2 separate regions of the Rattus norvegicus genome follow, and region 2 is linked to region 1. The links are chromatin contacts, called in public Hi-C maps. All regions are on one chromosome and are shown on one strand. Each heading gives the region's core, a stretch centred on a gene start, on an enhancer-like site or on the middle of the called end of the contact. The rest is flanking DNA. Distances are from core to core; before and after follow the strand shown.

Region 1 (7,462 bases), core at 3,197-5,696:
GAAAGTGATCCTTCTAAAAGGGGATCAGACAGTGGCACGCAATTGGATTTGGCACGGCTTTTTTTTTTTTTTTTTTTTTTTTTTTTTTTTTTTTTTTTAGCTGGGACTCCAGATCTGCAGGTAAACAGAACTGTGAAGGAATCCTAGAAGGAGTTATGGCCGGAATTGTGGCGAGGCAAGGGCGGGCCGACTTATGGCTAAGCCATTGTAGTAGCTGCGACACTTCGCTAATGCCATTTATTAGCTGTGTGTGACACGAAGTGTAAGAGTCTTCAAAAAAAAAAAAAGTTACCCCAAAGAGAAAAACAAACATCCTCTTGTTTGCTTTAAGTGGCTTTGCTCTTTTTCCTTCAGTCCTAGCGCCCCTCATCTAAGGCCTTTTTAAACCCAAATTCGGTTTATCTGGTTTCAGGGTAAGGGCTCCCTCTTGCCAAGGTATTAAATAAACACGAAAAGCAAAAACTCGAATCCTTATACAACCCAGATGCTGTTTCCTCGAAAACCACAACAAACTCGGATAAGCCAGATAACAGCTCTGGCGGGTTGTGAGCCGCAACCCCCTCCCCCCAAATCCCCAGCCCTCCCACCCTCACCCTTGGGTTTTAGGGCCAGCAGAAGACGACTCTGCCGGACAGGCGATGAATAACGGCTGCTAACACTCTCAGCGGTGGATGAGCACCCTTGAGGGATCCGGGTGCCATAAACTATCCGGAAGTGTTGGCATCTGGTTCCTAAAAGGGAGCTTTCCCTGGAGATAAACCCGGACAGAGGAGGTGTCTGTGTCTCCAGGCTGACTTACAAGTTTCTGGATTCTAGGTGATGTCAGGAAAAAACTCACACTATGAAGGGGCTAGGCCTGCGCCCCCCAGCCCCCGCCACACCTCTCACCCCCCGCCGCTCTCCTAGCGGAAATGAGCACGCAGATGCGGGAGCTGCACGCTGAGTCTCAAGAGTGGCTAGAAGACCTCAGGCAGCAGTGCATCCTACCACCTCTCAGGGTGGAGGAGGGGCTGTTCGGGAAAAGTCTGATGCTTTTTGCATAACCACTAAGGATTCCTAAGAGGATGTCAGTAGGACCGGGCGCGGGGTGGGGGTGGGGGGTGAGGGGGCCGAGGATAAGGGTCCTTCAAAGACTTTTTTTTTCTTTTGGAGTCAAAGCCATCCGGGCGAGAACCAAGAAGATCCAGAGGAATAAATAAATCTTGTCCTGCGAAGAGACAGTGACCTCCTTTGCATCCACTGCTACCCTCCCGCCAGCTCCACGCCTCTATTGCAAAAACAAATGAAATAAAGCAAAACCTTTTGCTTTGGCAAGGTCTAAGCCGCATTACCCACACCCCCCATCCCCTTTTGCGAAGGAAGAGTTCTTCTCCCTCTCCCGGCCTTTTTTATTTTTTTTTCTCTCCTCCTCTTTTACACCCCCCCCTTTTTTTCCCCTATTCTTTTCTTCTCGGTCTTCCTTCTTCCCCCAAATCACTCGAAACTTAAGACGTGCAGAGGCTGCAGGTGCGCGCAGGCTGACGGCCCGGTCAGGGCGAGCCTGGGACCGCCGGGCCTTGCAGGCATTGATCAGCTGGGCGCGCGCGCTGAGTGACGGCGCGGTTACCATGGCAGCCGCCTGAGCGGCGCCGCGAGGACAAGGCTGCAGGGCGGCGTGAATGGGCGGCGTCACGCGCCTGGCGCCAGAGAGTCTGCTCCGGGGCTCCGGCTCCGGCCCCGCCGCGGCCTGGCCCGCGCGCCGCTGCCGCCGCCGCTGCTGCCAATTCATCACCTGTCAGGGATCACTCGGGGGGTCACGGGCGGAATGGACACAGCTGTGAGAACAAAACCGAGGGGAAGAAAGGCGAGAGCTCCCAATTGCGCCAGATGTGCAGAGAAGACCTTGAGACTCGCCCCCGCCAAGCCGGCTCCTCCCGCCCTCGTGGCATCACGCGGGGATAGTAGCCAAGGTGGCTGGGCCGGGACCTGCTTCTGATTATCGCGCGTGGCCTGGACATGGTGGGGGATCCGGGGGGCTGGTAGCAGGGTTCGGGCAACTCCAAGCGGGTCTGTTGCTTTAAATGGGGGGCGTCCCGGTGGGTAGCAGGGGCGGCCAATATCACACACACACACACACACACACACACACACACACACACCGCCGGAAGCCCTTCACACCTTCCCACCACCCACGGATCCCGCCCTTTCTGCATCTGGGCGCGTCCTGCAGCTGGGACCATTTGAACTTCAGGGCTCTCAGATGAAAATCCACACCAATGAACCGATTTTTATATACCATTATAAGCCGTCCCGAAAAGGGTTCCCACCAAATCCCCAGCCCCAAAACATAATTTTAAGAAATGTCAGCCCAGGCTTGCTGTGACAGACTTACTGGTAACTCCGTCCTTTTCAGTCATTAACTTATACAGTTTCACAATCCCCTTAAAATGATCTTTAAATGAATGCAAAAACTGGGTAGTGTGCCAACAGAATCCGATTCAGCGCAGCCCGGCAGACTGGACTCTGGCATGACAGCCAGAGAAAGAAACGCCAGAAAACTTTCACCATATTTAGCAATTTTACTATATCAGGGTACAGGAATGGTCTTGGGAGAAGGCGCTCATGCGTCGTCGCTGCCAGTGTGTCGAGCGATGCTGCACAGCGCTCATTATCATCCAGCCCAGGGCCTTTCTGTTGGAATAATGAGGCTGGCACCGGTGCTAACATACGGTGTCCTTGGAAAAAGCTAAGAATGCGTCAGTACCGCAGAGATGCAATGTCCAAGAATCATAAGTAATAATTTGAGAATCCCAGAGATGTTTGTTTACATTGGCTATTATTGTAAAATACTCAGAGTATAACATCATGAACCAAAAGTGTCAAAACAAAATCTGTTCCGCTGTGGCACGTATGTGACAGAAACACATGCACACAAAGTACATCAAGAGGCTCGAACTGTGGGGGGACTCAGATAGTAAATCACTACCAGCTTAATAACAGGACAGTTGTCAATAGAACACTGTCACTGAGTTTCAGGAGGCAGTGCAAGCCTTGTGCAGATTTCTCTGCAGGGCAGAGAGTCCTGCAGCCTCCAAACTGAGATGGCCGGATTTTACCACCACTACACCACCGGACTCTGCCTCCTTAGAGAGAAGCCCTGGGGCACATGGCTGTCACGTGGAGGTCAGAGACTGCCTGGCCCACCAGCTGAGGAATTAATCATTAATTGAAGGGAAAATACTGTTTCTTCACCACGGAGCTTTGCCCGGATTCTGCATTCTTTCTCTTTATTGCATTCAGAGGATGTGGGAGATTGAGACCAAAAAAACCCTTTCTGGGCTTAAGATAAATATTGTTTTCCTCTAATACACGACTAATATACAGTAGTCTTCAGCAGAACAAGAATTCAGAAATTAAAGCGTTGGAGTCAAGAGCTCCAAACTTTTTCAAAATGTAGCTGCATCTAGGAGGGGTGCTGAAAGATTCCAAACCTCGTACGTAACAGAATTTTCTTTAAAAACAGCGATAAGCTGTCAGTCAGTAGCTAGGACCACCTACCTGACAAAGAGCTTCCCAAGAGCTGTAAGTGCTGGAATGTTGACACCAGAAATCACGATTTGCGCATAATTAATCGCATCACTTTGCCACCTACACTGAAGGGCACAGACCAAGGGCAATGTATGTAAATGTAGTTCCAGTGTGCAAACCCCACTAATGACCTTCGATTAATGGAGTCATTATACTAACTCTGCCTCGTTCTCGAGGAGGAGGGGGGGTCCCGGACGTACCAGGTCCCTCAGGGCTCCTCTGTGGTCTGAGGGAGACCGCACAGTGCTCCCTACAATTCGTGTCACTGAGTTTCCGAGAAGGCCTCCCGCGTTGCTCCAAGTTGCAAAATCCCACGCTAAACCTGCCGTGAATGTGTATGTGGGTAGGTTTCCCGCCCCTCCTCCCCTTAAATAGCTTTTGCTTTATCTTAAAAGAAGGAACTCCACAAATGTGACTTCCCAAAGGCGCGCTTCTTTTCCCTTCTGCCACGGTCGCTGTCTCCCTAACGCTAGCGACCTGTGACTTCCCGTCTGCTGTGCTGAGACCGCGGGGCTGCTGGAAACCCTGGGGCGGGGATAGCTAGCTCCGGGCACACCCCCGGGGCAGGGGTCCTGCCAGCTTTGGAAATTAGAATCAGGAGGGCACAATTGCACACTCAGGCCCCCTGGGTGCCCAGCGCACACTGTACTCAATTTACCACCCCAGCTGGGCTCTCGCCCGCTCCTCCCACCCCACGGGCATTGGCTGCGAACGCGGAAGAACCGAGAGCTCTCACTCACCAATGGGAGGATTCGCCTGGTATGATGGACGGCACCCCTCCCACCAATGGCGATTCAGGGATGCCCGATTGAGCGGCCAGGGCGAGTGCACATAAAAGACGCCCCGCCCGGCTCGCGCTTCATTCTGAACAGAGCCTGGTGCGGCGCAGCCACCTCAGCCCCCTGCGGCGGCTCCCTCCCGGCCTTTCCTCCTACGAGCAGCATGAAAGCCTTCAGTCCGGTGAGGTCCGTTAGGAAAAACAGCCTGTCGGACCACAGCTTGGGCATCTCCCGGAGCAAAACCCCGGTGGACGACCCGATGAGTCTGCTCTACAACATGAACGACTGCTACTCCAAGCTCAAGGAACTGGTGCCCAGCATCCCCCAGAACAAGAAGGTGACCAAGATGGAAATCCTGCAGCACGTCATCGATTATATCTTGGACCTGCAGATCGCCCTGGACTCGCACCCCACTATCGTCAGCCTGCACCACCAGAGACCTGGACAGAACCAAACGTCCAGGACGCCGCTGACCACCCTGAACACGGACATCAGCATCCTGTCCTTGCAGGTGAGACTCGCTTGCAAGTACCCCGCTGCCCAGATGCTCCCGGTCGTCCGAAACTGTCACTCTTAAAGCCCATCGTAGAGACAGGTTCATTAACTTTATTTTTAAGAAAACTGTGCATTGAGCGTCATGTAAGAAATCGCTACTTCTAAGTTCTGTGTGGGTTGCGTCTGGATCTGCATTGTAGCATGAACCTGTTTAATGGGACTTGTTGGCACTTTCGTAAAGGGAGGAGGGGGCTACCTTCCTTTAAGATTGCCTAATATCCTGCTTTTTATCCTCTTTCTCTCCAGGCGTCTGAATTCCCTTCTGAGCTTATGTCGAATGACAGCAAAGTACTCTGTGGCTAAATAAATGGTGAGTGTTTGCGGGTGCCTCCTGTGTGCGCGCTTCGGTAATGTACTTGTGTGTCTGTTAAATGTTTGGTTTGGTAAATGCATGCTTACTTCACCGTGTTACGGGTGCCGCTTGTCCTTCCAGAGAGGCATGAAGGGGCTTGTCGCTGTGGTTGCTCCGGATTACGGAACAGTTGCCGAGAGAGAGAGAGAGAGAGAGAGAGAGAGAGAGAGAGAGAGAGAGAGAGAGAGAGAGAGAGAGAGAGAGAGAGAGAGAGAGAGAGAGAGAGAGAGAGAGAGAATGAATATGAATATAAATGCCAGTAACTTACTATGAAGGTGTCAGGACAAAGTGTTATTGGCTTTTATGAGCCCAGTGGTGGTGCTATGAGGTACTAACCTCAGCTCTAATTAATCTTATCGCCACAAATTCCATAGTGTTCTCTTCCCCCAAAACTGAAGTCCTCTGAGATTTCTCTGGCTAGCTGAAGACGGCTACCCGGAGCCTTACCCCTGTGCTCCGGGATCCAGCTTTCCCTATCTGTTAACCAAAGGGCTGTTTTCAATCAAATAATTGTTACAAGAAGCAGACTGGCGCCTGTGAGCGCGCTGTTAGAGATCCAAATGGGAGACTGGGTTTGGGAAGTTTTCCCCTTGAGTCTCTGCTATTTTCATGTTTAATTTGTGCTGTTGGGGCCGGGTATGTGCGCCGCATCTGGACGCCAGGGTTTGGTTAAAAGCTCAAACTGTGGCTTCCTCTGGCGCCAGGCTGCCCGCCCCTGCCCTTAGGTTACAATCTCCTAAACTGCCTTCTCTCTCCCGATCTTTTGCAGGCATTTGGGGACTTTTTCCTTTTTTTTTTTTTTTTTTTATTTTTACTTTCTCTTTTTCTTTTGCACAACAAGAAGTCTACAGGATCTTTTAAGACTGTTGTTTTGTTCTGCTTTGTTATCAACCATTTCACCAGGAGAACAAGTTGAATGGACCTTTTTAAAAAGAAAACGGAAGGAAAACTAAGAGTGATCATCTCCCCCAGGTGTTCTCCGGCCTGGACTGTGATAACCGTTATTTATGAGAGACTTTCAATGCCCTTTCTACAGTCGGAAGGTTTTCTTTATATACTTATTCCCACCATGGGGAGCGAAAATGTTAAAAAAAAAAAAAAATCACAAGGAATTGCCCAATCTAAGCAGACTTTGCCTTTTTTCAAAGGTGGAGCGTGAATACCAGAAGGACCCAGTATTCGGTTACTTAAATGAAGTCTTTGGTCAGAAATGGCCTTTTTGACACGAGCCTACTGAATGCTGTGTATATATTTATATATAAATATATATATATATATTGAGTGAAACCTTGTGGACTCTTTAATTAGAGTTTTCTTGTACAGTGGCAGAGATAACTTTCTGCATTGAAATGTAATGACGTACTTATGCTAAACTTTTTATAAAAGTTTGGTTGTAAACTTAACCCTTTTATACAAAATAAATCAAGTGTGTTTGTCGATTGCTCGCTTTATTTCAGACAACCAGTGCTTTGATTTTTTTTTATGCTATGTTATAACTGAACCCAAATAAATACCAGTTCAAATTTATGTAGACTGTATTAAGATTATAATAAAATGTGTCTGACATCAATCCCTGGATTCTGAATGGTTTTTGAGATGTCTTGTGTTTGCAAGGGCTGCTCTGTACCCTTGACTTCCTTCTGATCTCTGGCCCCCTCTTCCACATGTGTATCCCGTGGTGGCCCTGTAGACCAAAACGTTGTTGCTGTTAGGGATGGGGACTGAAAACTCAACATACCTAGCAGGTTGGTTCTGTGTCTGTGCGTTGAGACAGGGTTTTAAGCGGGATTGTAGGGGGAGACTCCTTTAAGTTGGGTCTTTGACTAAGTTGGGTCTTTGACGTTAAGTATACAGTCTAGAAAGACACCTTTGAAGCAAGATCCAGATTTAGAGTAACGGGGCTTGGGCTGTCAGTGTTTACCCCTGGGAATTAAGCTGTTAAACCTGGCCGCGAACTCCAGAACTCCCTCCTCTCCACCTGTGGCTCACAGGGCCTGCCTGGGCCAACTGCTTTTCCAATCCTGTGGCTATTGAGTGCTTTCACCCTTGACTGCACTCTGAACTGCAAGGAACAGAGAAGGGAAGGTGAGAGAAAAGCCCCTCCCACTCACCAAAAAAAAAAAAAAAGGTATAACCATTTCCTTCCAGCCTGGGGGTAGGGGAGGGACACTGGGCCGCTAATTTGAATATGCATTCAATAGGTGCTTAG
Region 2 (7,462 bases), core at 2,758-5,257, 150 kb before region 1:
AGACCAGCTTCCCAGGGAGCTCAGTGACAACTTGGAACTCTGTTCTCTCTCCCAGTTTACCTTAGCTATGTATGCCCTCTTCCTTTAAGGGGATGATGGAGTACACATGCCAAGACTACTAGTCCACTGGATGGTTGAGAAATGTTTGTCATTGAAAGCTGTTTCACTTCCTGCCCTATGCCTCAAAGCAGCTCTCTAATGAAGTTAGCCTTTTCTGTCGCTAACACCGCTGTGTGGATGCCCCATGCCTCCTGATTTTCATTTTCAGAACTGGGTTACGATAATGGAACACTTGGTTTCTATTGCTTACAATTAAACTTCAAGGCAGTCCAACTAAGGAGAGGAGGATGGGATATCAGGATGAGAGTAAGTGGTACAGAATGAGAGGGCCAGCCACTGGGGACAGAGCCAGCAGGCGGCAAGGACAATCGTTCATCCTGCTCTACAACATTGACCTCTGGGAAACTGAGTCCTTAGACTTTCCGTAGACTGAACAGCTAGCACCAACCCCCAAGAACAAGGGTCACCTCAACTGAAATGCATCTCTGCTCACTAAGGTCAGCCTATGACTTCCCCCAGTGACAGACACCAAAAGTAATACCCAGGATCGCTTTATATTCTCCAAACACTGCCATAGTCCTGTCGCTAAAGCCTGCTGGTGGCTGGGAGATCCTGTTGCTGCTAAAATCTGAGTCCTTTCATTGCTCACAAGTGTCTAGCTAAAATACAGACAGCTGCTATGTCTTGCATGCTAGCTCCATGCCAGGTACATGATATACAATGTACACCTGCTCATTTAATCTTCCCATGGCTCACTGCTGTCTCTCCTTACAGATGAGGAAATGTAGGCACCAAGTGGCTAAGGGACTTGACCTGGGCCAGCTGCTAACACAACTCTACCCCAGGGGTATGTGAATCCAACCCTGGGCTCCCTGTTCCCAGCATGCCATTCCGGGGCTTTCTGGTCTACCATTCTGTTTAAGAAGACTCCCTTGCCAGTGGTAGAGGTTCATTCATTCTTTCAGCAAACAGTTCGTGAAAGGGGCTCCCACATTGTAGGCCTTGGAGGTGAAGAGTCGAAGTACTAGAGTCTCCTCTGCCAGATGAGATCAGGCCCGTTCAGGGTAGCAGGATCTAGCTTTATTTGTATCAGAAAGGATTCCAGGTCCCTAACCTCTCGTCTTGATCTTTCAGTGGTGATTCAAAACCCTACCTATGAATCTGTTATAAACACCTCCCTCACCCCAAGCTATTTGTAAACTGTGGTGTGAGACATTTGTTTACCTGATAACCTCTGTTCCCTTGTTCCTTGCTAGAAGAATCCTCTCCAGGTCAGAGAGGCCATAGACCAAGCCCGGAGTGCTAGGCGCCATTGGTCAAGGCATTATTAGCATTCTGACTGCTCTCTCCCAGCCTCCCTAGTAGCTAGCAGCAGAATAGTACCCAGCATTGGCCAAGAGACCAAAGATATGGGGTGACTGTATACACAACTTTGTTTTCTGTATACAAAACTTCGTTTTCAGGATAAAGTGGGTCTCCCATAGCCTTCATCCTGCTTTTGACAACTAGGTCTGTAATAACCATGTACCAAACAGTCCATTAGACAGTTACAGGTCAACACTGAAGTGGAGCCGCAGAGAGAAAGGTCTCTAATAGATGACATCATGCCCTGCTTTTCTCACCCCCACAGTAGCCACGCCCCCACACCACCTGTCTTCCTGCAGCATCCTGCTTCCTTCACGGCTCCCTCAGGTCAGGAGCCACATCACAGGCCTGAGCACACGTGGGCACTTTGAATAACTACAGGTCTCCTAGAACCAAAGCGATTCCAAAGTGTTCAGAATGACAATTTCACAAGGGAAGGGGAGCCCGCAGATTGCAGGTTTGATGTGGCTTTGACAAAAAAGCAACTCGAACCAGTTGAGCAAATCAGGCTCGATTTGTGGCCTGCTTTCCTTGACGGCATCTCCTAAAAGCACAGCTTAATGACTCCATGAACAGTTGTGCTTTTATTGGATAAGCATAGTAAAAGTGTACAGAATAACTCTCTGCTGAAATGGAGAACTCTTTGGCTGCACCTGAACCAAGCTCATTTGTGCATTTTAAAACAATTTGCACTTGGCCTTGTGCTGTGCTGTTCTTGCCCGCACTGCCTCGATGGTGCCAGTGCAGGATTACTCTGCAGTGGCGCATACACTCCTTGCCAGGGCAGCCCCATCACCCATATGCCCTCCTTCCTGGACAAGTCACCTAACAACAATGACACTGGTCTCTCGAAAGGAGCACTGGGGGGCGAGCACTTGACAGCTTCTGAGTAGTTGAAGCGCAGAGGCAAGGACGGTAGTGAAGGGTCCAAATGGAAGTTTCCAGTGAAGCCTTCCACTGGCTGTCATCTGGTCATCATATCTTGATGGCAATGATAATGCTGATGATGGTGATGGTGTTAGCCTTCCTAAGGCCCTCCCCTTCTCAATAGGGGCAGGGAGAATGTCTTTGCAACTGTTCATTGTCCTCTCCACTGATCAAAGGCACTGAGGCTGAGGTGCATGAAATCTCCTGAGTAGACTCAGGGTTGGAAAGATGGCTCAGTGAATAATGTGTTCACTATACAAATATGAGGACCTATGTTTGAATCCCCAGAACCCACATAAAGCCAGAAATGGTAGCATTAATCTATAACCCCATCACTTCTACAGTGAGATGGGAGGTATACGCAGGAAGATGTTTGGGGCCCATCTTTGCCTAAGGCCATACTTACTTGGGAGCCTGGAAGCCTGGCACACACAGGAACAGGCAATAAGAGATCGTTTCACATGAAGTAGAAGGTGAGGACCAATTCGCACCGGAGGTAGTCCTCTGACCTCCACATGTGCTGTGTGGCACACATGCGCACATCACAGACAGTCAAGAACGTTGAGGACTGTCCAATGGCCACTTCCATATTTGCTTTGAAGAGAAGAAAGCAGACATGGTCCAGTCTATACAAAACCAAGAGACTCCCATAACCCTTTCTTGGTACAGGGCCAGCAAGTTGTAAAATAGAATTCATAAATTTATCCAAAGCTTTCAGAAGTGCATGCCAAACGCCATCTAGGACCCTTTATCTGATGAGAGACCACACATACCACATGGTCACATTCAGGAATGCATGTACACACACGGGCCAGTTGCTGTGTAGGGATAGAACTAAACTCTTACTCTCTCATTTAGATTCTATGTGTGGAATTATTCACAAACTCATAGATGAAGCAAGGCCTTAGGAGATAAAGAGACTGTTTATTGATGGGCCTGGGATGCCAGCTCAGACTTGGCCAGAGCCACAGTGTACTCCTCTCTGTTTCTAACTGCCCTCTGGATCCATAAGTGGTCTAGAGAATGAGGCAGAAGCTGAGAGGCCACATTCTCACTCTGGTCCCAGATATCTGGGACCAGTAGCTTTGGGGGCCCACCTTTGCCTAAGTCCGCAGCACCAGGGTGAGGGACGGACCTCCAGAGGTTTCCACGAAGGAGATCCGGAACGACACATGCTGCATTCTCACTGGCTGAGTCATTTCTGTTAGTTGAATCAATTTGAAATATTTTCTAGGTCAGACATCATTATAGGAAATTCAGGGAAAGCAGAGCATTCTGGGAAAGGAAAAGGAAATTGGTTACAAATGTCTCTTGGCCAGATAGAGCCATTCTTCAGACTTAGTATATTCTTCCCTACACACACACACACACACACACACACACACACACACACACACACACACAGAGGCAGGCACACTTACAGACAAATGCATGCACATGCACACACATACACACACACACACACACACACATACAATCACATAGATAAACAAATACATACAGCTGTGCATGTATTAATGGTGGAGATCAATCCTGAGAAATGGACTTTACACAATTGTGTCTTTGTGTAAACTCCCCAGAGCATACTTACACCAACCCAGCTGGAACAGTGCTGCAGGCCTCCGCTGCACGGCACAGTCCTTTTCTCTTAGGCTGTGCACCCATACAGCATGGTGCCACCCTGGATGCTGTAGGCAGCTGTAGTGCAATGTTAAGCATTCATGTATGCAGCCAAGTTTCTGATGACAAATGCATAAGCAATTTAAGCAGTGGGTTGAACTACAGAGAACGTGACCGTGCTGCTGCTGGCTGCTACTGGAATTTTCCAGCTCTGTATTAACCTTATGGGCCCAACATCCCACATGTGGTCACTAGCCAGAAAGTTCATGTAAGAGTCAGTCTCTCTCTCTCTCTCTTCCTCTCTCTCTCTCTCTCTCTCTCTCTCTCTCTCTCTCTCTCTCTCTCTCTCTCTTCCCATCCCTTATCTTCATGAATTCATATAAATGCCATGTCTACATATATATTTGTTTTTACACATTTTATTAGATGTTATAGTTTAAATCTAATATTACGTTAACATCTTTCCCTATCATTAGCCACTCTTTAAACTGATTTAATTTTTATTTGTGTGTTTCTGTGCATATGCATACATGTGCATACATGTGCATGCAGATGCACTTGGAAACCAGAACTCAATGTCACATGATTTCCTCTATCATTGTCCACCTTATTTTTCTTTGTGTGTGTGTGTGACAACATCGCTCACTGAACTTATGCTCACTGATTGGCTAGACTGGCTGTCCATCAAGCTCTAGTGATTTGTCTGTTTCTGCACCACCCCCAAACATCCCTGCCCCCAGCACTGGAGTTACCGATGTACACCACCATAACCAGCCTTTACATTGATGCTGGGGAATCTGAACTCAGGTCTTCATGCTTGCAGACCAAGTCTAGACTCACCAACTGGGATCTGTCCCAAGCCCCTAAATCAATTTTAATAGCTTTAAAATATTTTATGTATGCAAATAACAGAATTTATTGTTGGTGCCTCTATCTTAGACATTAAAATTGTTTATTTCCCATACATTTAAAAATGGAACTCAGTGCTCACAGACCTGCCCGCTCCTGAAATGAACTCCTGGGAGTTAAAGTGCCGAGCTGGGATAGAAACATCTCAAGTCACTGATCAACATTGCCGACTTGCTGTCTGGGAAGGCATTCTGTGTCATGCTGTCTTTGTCCCTTCTTGGGTGGGACAGAGAGTGCTGTAGAGTTCACATAAGAAAGAAGGGATTTCAGCTGGTAGATCTGAGGTCCACATGGCCACATCCTCTCTGAGGGAGTCAGTACTTGAAGATATGCTGAGTGGTATATTTAGTGCATGGGGACAGGAGGACAGATAGGTGACCAGAGGTGTCTTTATCAGCTAGCCTTGGGGAAGAACAGACACAGACTTGCTCAGTAGACATAGAGAGGCTCTGGGGAGCAGACCTGCTTCAGCCATAGAATACTCTGATAGGGGCCATCCTCCTGCCTCTGCAGGAAGCCAAGGCCTTCTATCTTATAAAGGTAGGAAGTATGGGTAACCCACAGGGTGACATCCTCCCCAGCAATAATGGCCTTAAAGAGGACAAGGACAGCTTGTTCATTTGTGGTCAGCAGCCTTTAACAAGGAGGAAAATGCAAATGTCTTGTTTCAGCAGGTACCCCAGGCTGGAGACAGGTGGGAGCCCCAGGGTGGGGACGATACTACCCCTTATGTGACAGTTCAGACCCAACAGTTTTGAGCTACAGACAACAGTTTTCCTAGGTTTCTTCAAAGTTTTTAAGCGTTTCACTATGCTTTCTAAGACTGACGGACCTGACATGCATTCAACGTGAGGTGAATGGCAGCCATGTGGGGGATGCTTTTCTTGATTCATGGGCTTTGGTGTGGGACAAGGGATGGGGATACCAAGGTGGCAGTTGTCAGATCTCAAGTTCGCTTCTCACTCACAGCCTCAGAACCCAAACTCTCCTGAACACAACATCATTTAGCAACTATAAGATCTGTGAGCCACTGATTGACTGCATCATAAACTGGGAGCAGGATGGGTAACTCAGTGAGGTTGAGAAATCCCAGTTTAGGCTTCCTAAACATATTATTGCTTATTTAAGATTGGCCTTGTTGCCAGAAATTAACAAATAAAAATGTATTTTGACTCTTTAAAAGTGTACTGGGAATACATAAATCTACTTTTGCATAAAAGTAGAGCTTAGTTATCGATATGATGGTGAGAAATGAAATATAAGACATTTCCACAATGTTTAAGGCCTAAAGAGTGAGTTAGAGGCTGGGAAGATGGCTTGCTGGGTGAATCACTTTCTACACAAGCGTGAAGATCTGAGTTCGAGTCCCTAGAACCCTCATAAAAGATGGATGCCATAGCATATCTGTAACCGCAAACCCCTACAAGAAAGACAAGAGGCAGAGGCAGGAGCTCATAAGCCAACCAGCATGGGTAGCCAAAAACAAAAAAGAGACCTGTCTAAAAAGGTTACCCTCTGTCCTTGACATGCATCACATGACATGGTGGAGCTGGGAGAGTAAATTAGAAGTCTAAATAACCCAACTCGTGTAACATTACCTGCCTGAATCTTCCTCTTTAAGCGCCTATCCAGCCATCCACTTGAAAGCATAGTTACCAACTACCAAATGCATATACTGTTAGCACGCAATCTTAAACTGTGCAAGCTCTGTGATGTGGGTGATATTGTTTTTCCCATGCAGACGACTTTTTTATTGTGGTAAGAACTCTCAATATGAGATTGCCCGTGTTAACAGACATGTAAGTATTCCAGAAATTACTGCTCACGAGCGGTCCAATGTCTATAGTTTATCCACTCAGCTACAGGGAAACCTCCTGCCAGTCCCTTGTCTCTTCATCTTCTGGTATTCCATTCATCGAGTCTGTGAATGTGGTTACTTCCAAATGCCGTGGTACATGAAACCATATAGTGTTCGTTTTCTGTGGCTGGCATATTTTACTTAGCAAATGTCCTCAAGACTCACGCGTGCTATTATCTATTATAGAATTCCCTTCTTCTTGAGGGATACATAATATTCCAAAGAATAAAAAATAGATAAAAAATATTTTAGGTGTCATATTTTCTTTACACGTCTTTCTGTCGATGAACATTTATTCTGGCTGTTTCTACATCTTTCCTATGTGGGCATTGTGATTAAATCCATTTAACAGATGAGTCAACTGAGGGTCAGAGAAGTCAGGAAACCCTAAAATTCAAGTAACCTTGTCAGACCGGGCCTTAACTAGCTCTCTACCTCCTCCCTGCCTCTAACTTGTGTACCTCAAGCATTAGCAGCCATGCAGAGGTCCTGTCGGGCTTGTCACTGCGAAGAGAGGCAGGCCAGGCTAAGTCATACTATTCTAAAGGCCCATTCCTACCATTCCACACGGTCTTCCTCCATCCTGCAATGAAAACACACAGGGGAGAGGTGTAAAATTCTTATCATTTGTGGCCAGGCATGTTTTGTACCAGTATGGTCTGTTTCCTTGAACTGACAGGTGCTAAGTAGGCCGCTGGCTTCCAAGGATGTCCCAGCCAGAGA

What was found. A called contact is a pair of places that touch in the nucleus more often than the background predicts.
Region 2: a Hi-C map of Schwann cells shows a contact between it and region 1, with 3 times the contacts expected there. The contact joins the enhancer-like site here to the promoter of Id2 in region 1. A contact is called at or near these places in 3 of 12 Hi-C or Micro-C datasets (Schwann cells, kidney and mammary epithelial cells) and 1 of 1 datasets of contacts at active chromatin or transcription factors (oligodendrocytes).

The regions. Positions count from the first base shown.
Region 1 is chr6:47,467,979-47,475,440 of GRCr8, reverse strand. Id2 (inhibitor of DNA binding 2) reads left to right here and starts at 4,446. Exons shown (of 3, transcript NM_013060.4): 1 at 4,446-4,857; 2 at 5,148-5,211; 3 at 6,023-6,279. The coding sequence starts at 4,510. The coding sequence ends at 5,204.
Region 2 is chr6:47,621,241-47,628,702 of GRCr8, reverse strand. No RefSeq gene overlaps it. Among named protein-coding and RNA genes, the nearest start is that of Id2, 150 kb to the right of the region's middle. Within about 2 kb of position 4,007, at least 10 of the 93 cell types and tissues checked have an H3K27ac peak or open chromatin away from gene starts, as enhancers often do. A contact at or near this core is called in Schwann cells and kidney, where this site is marked.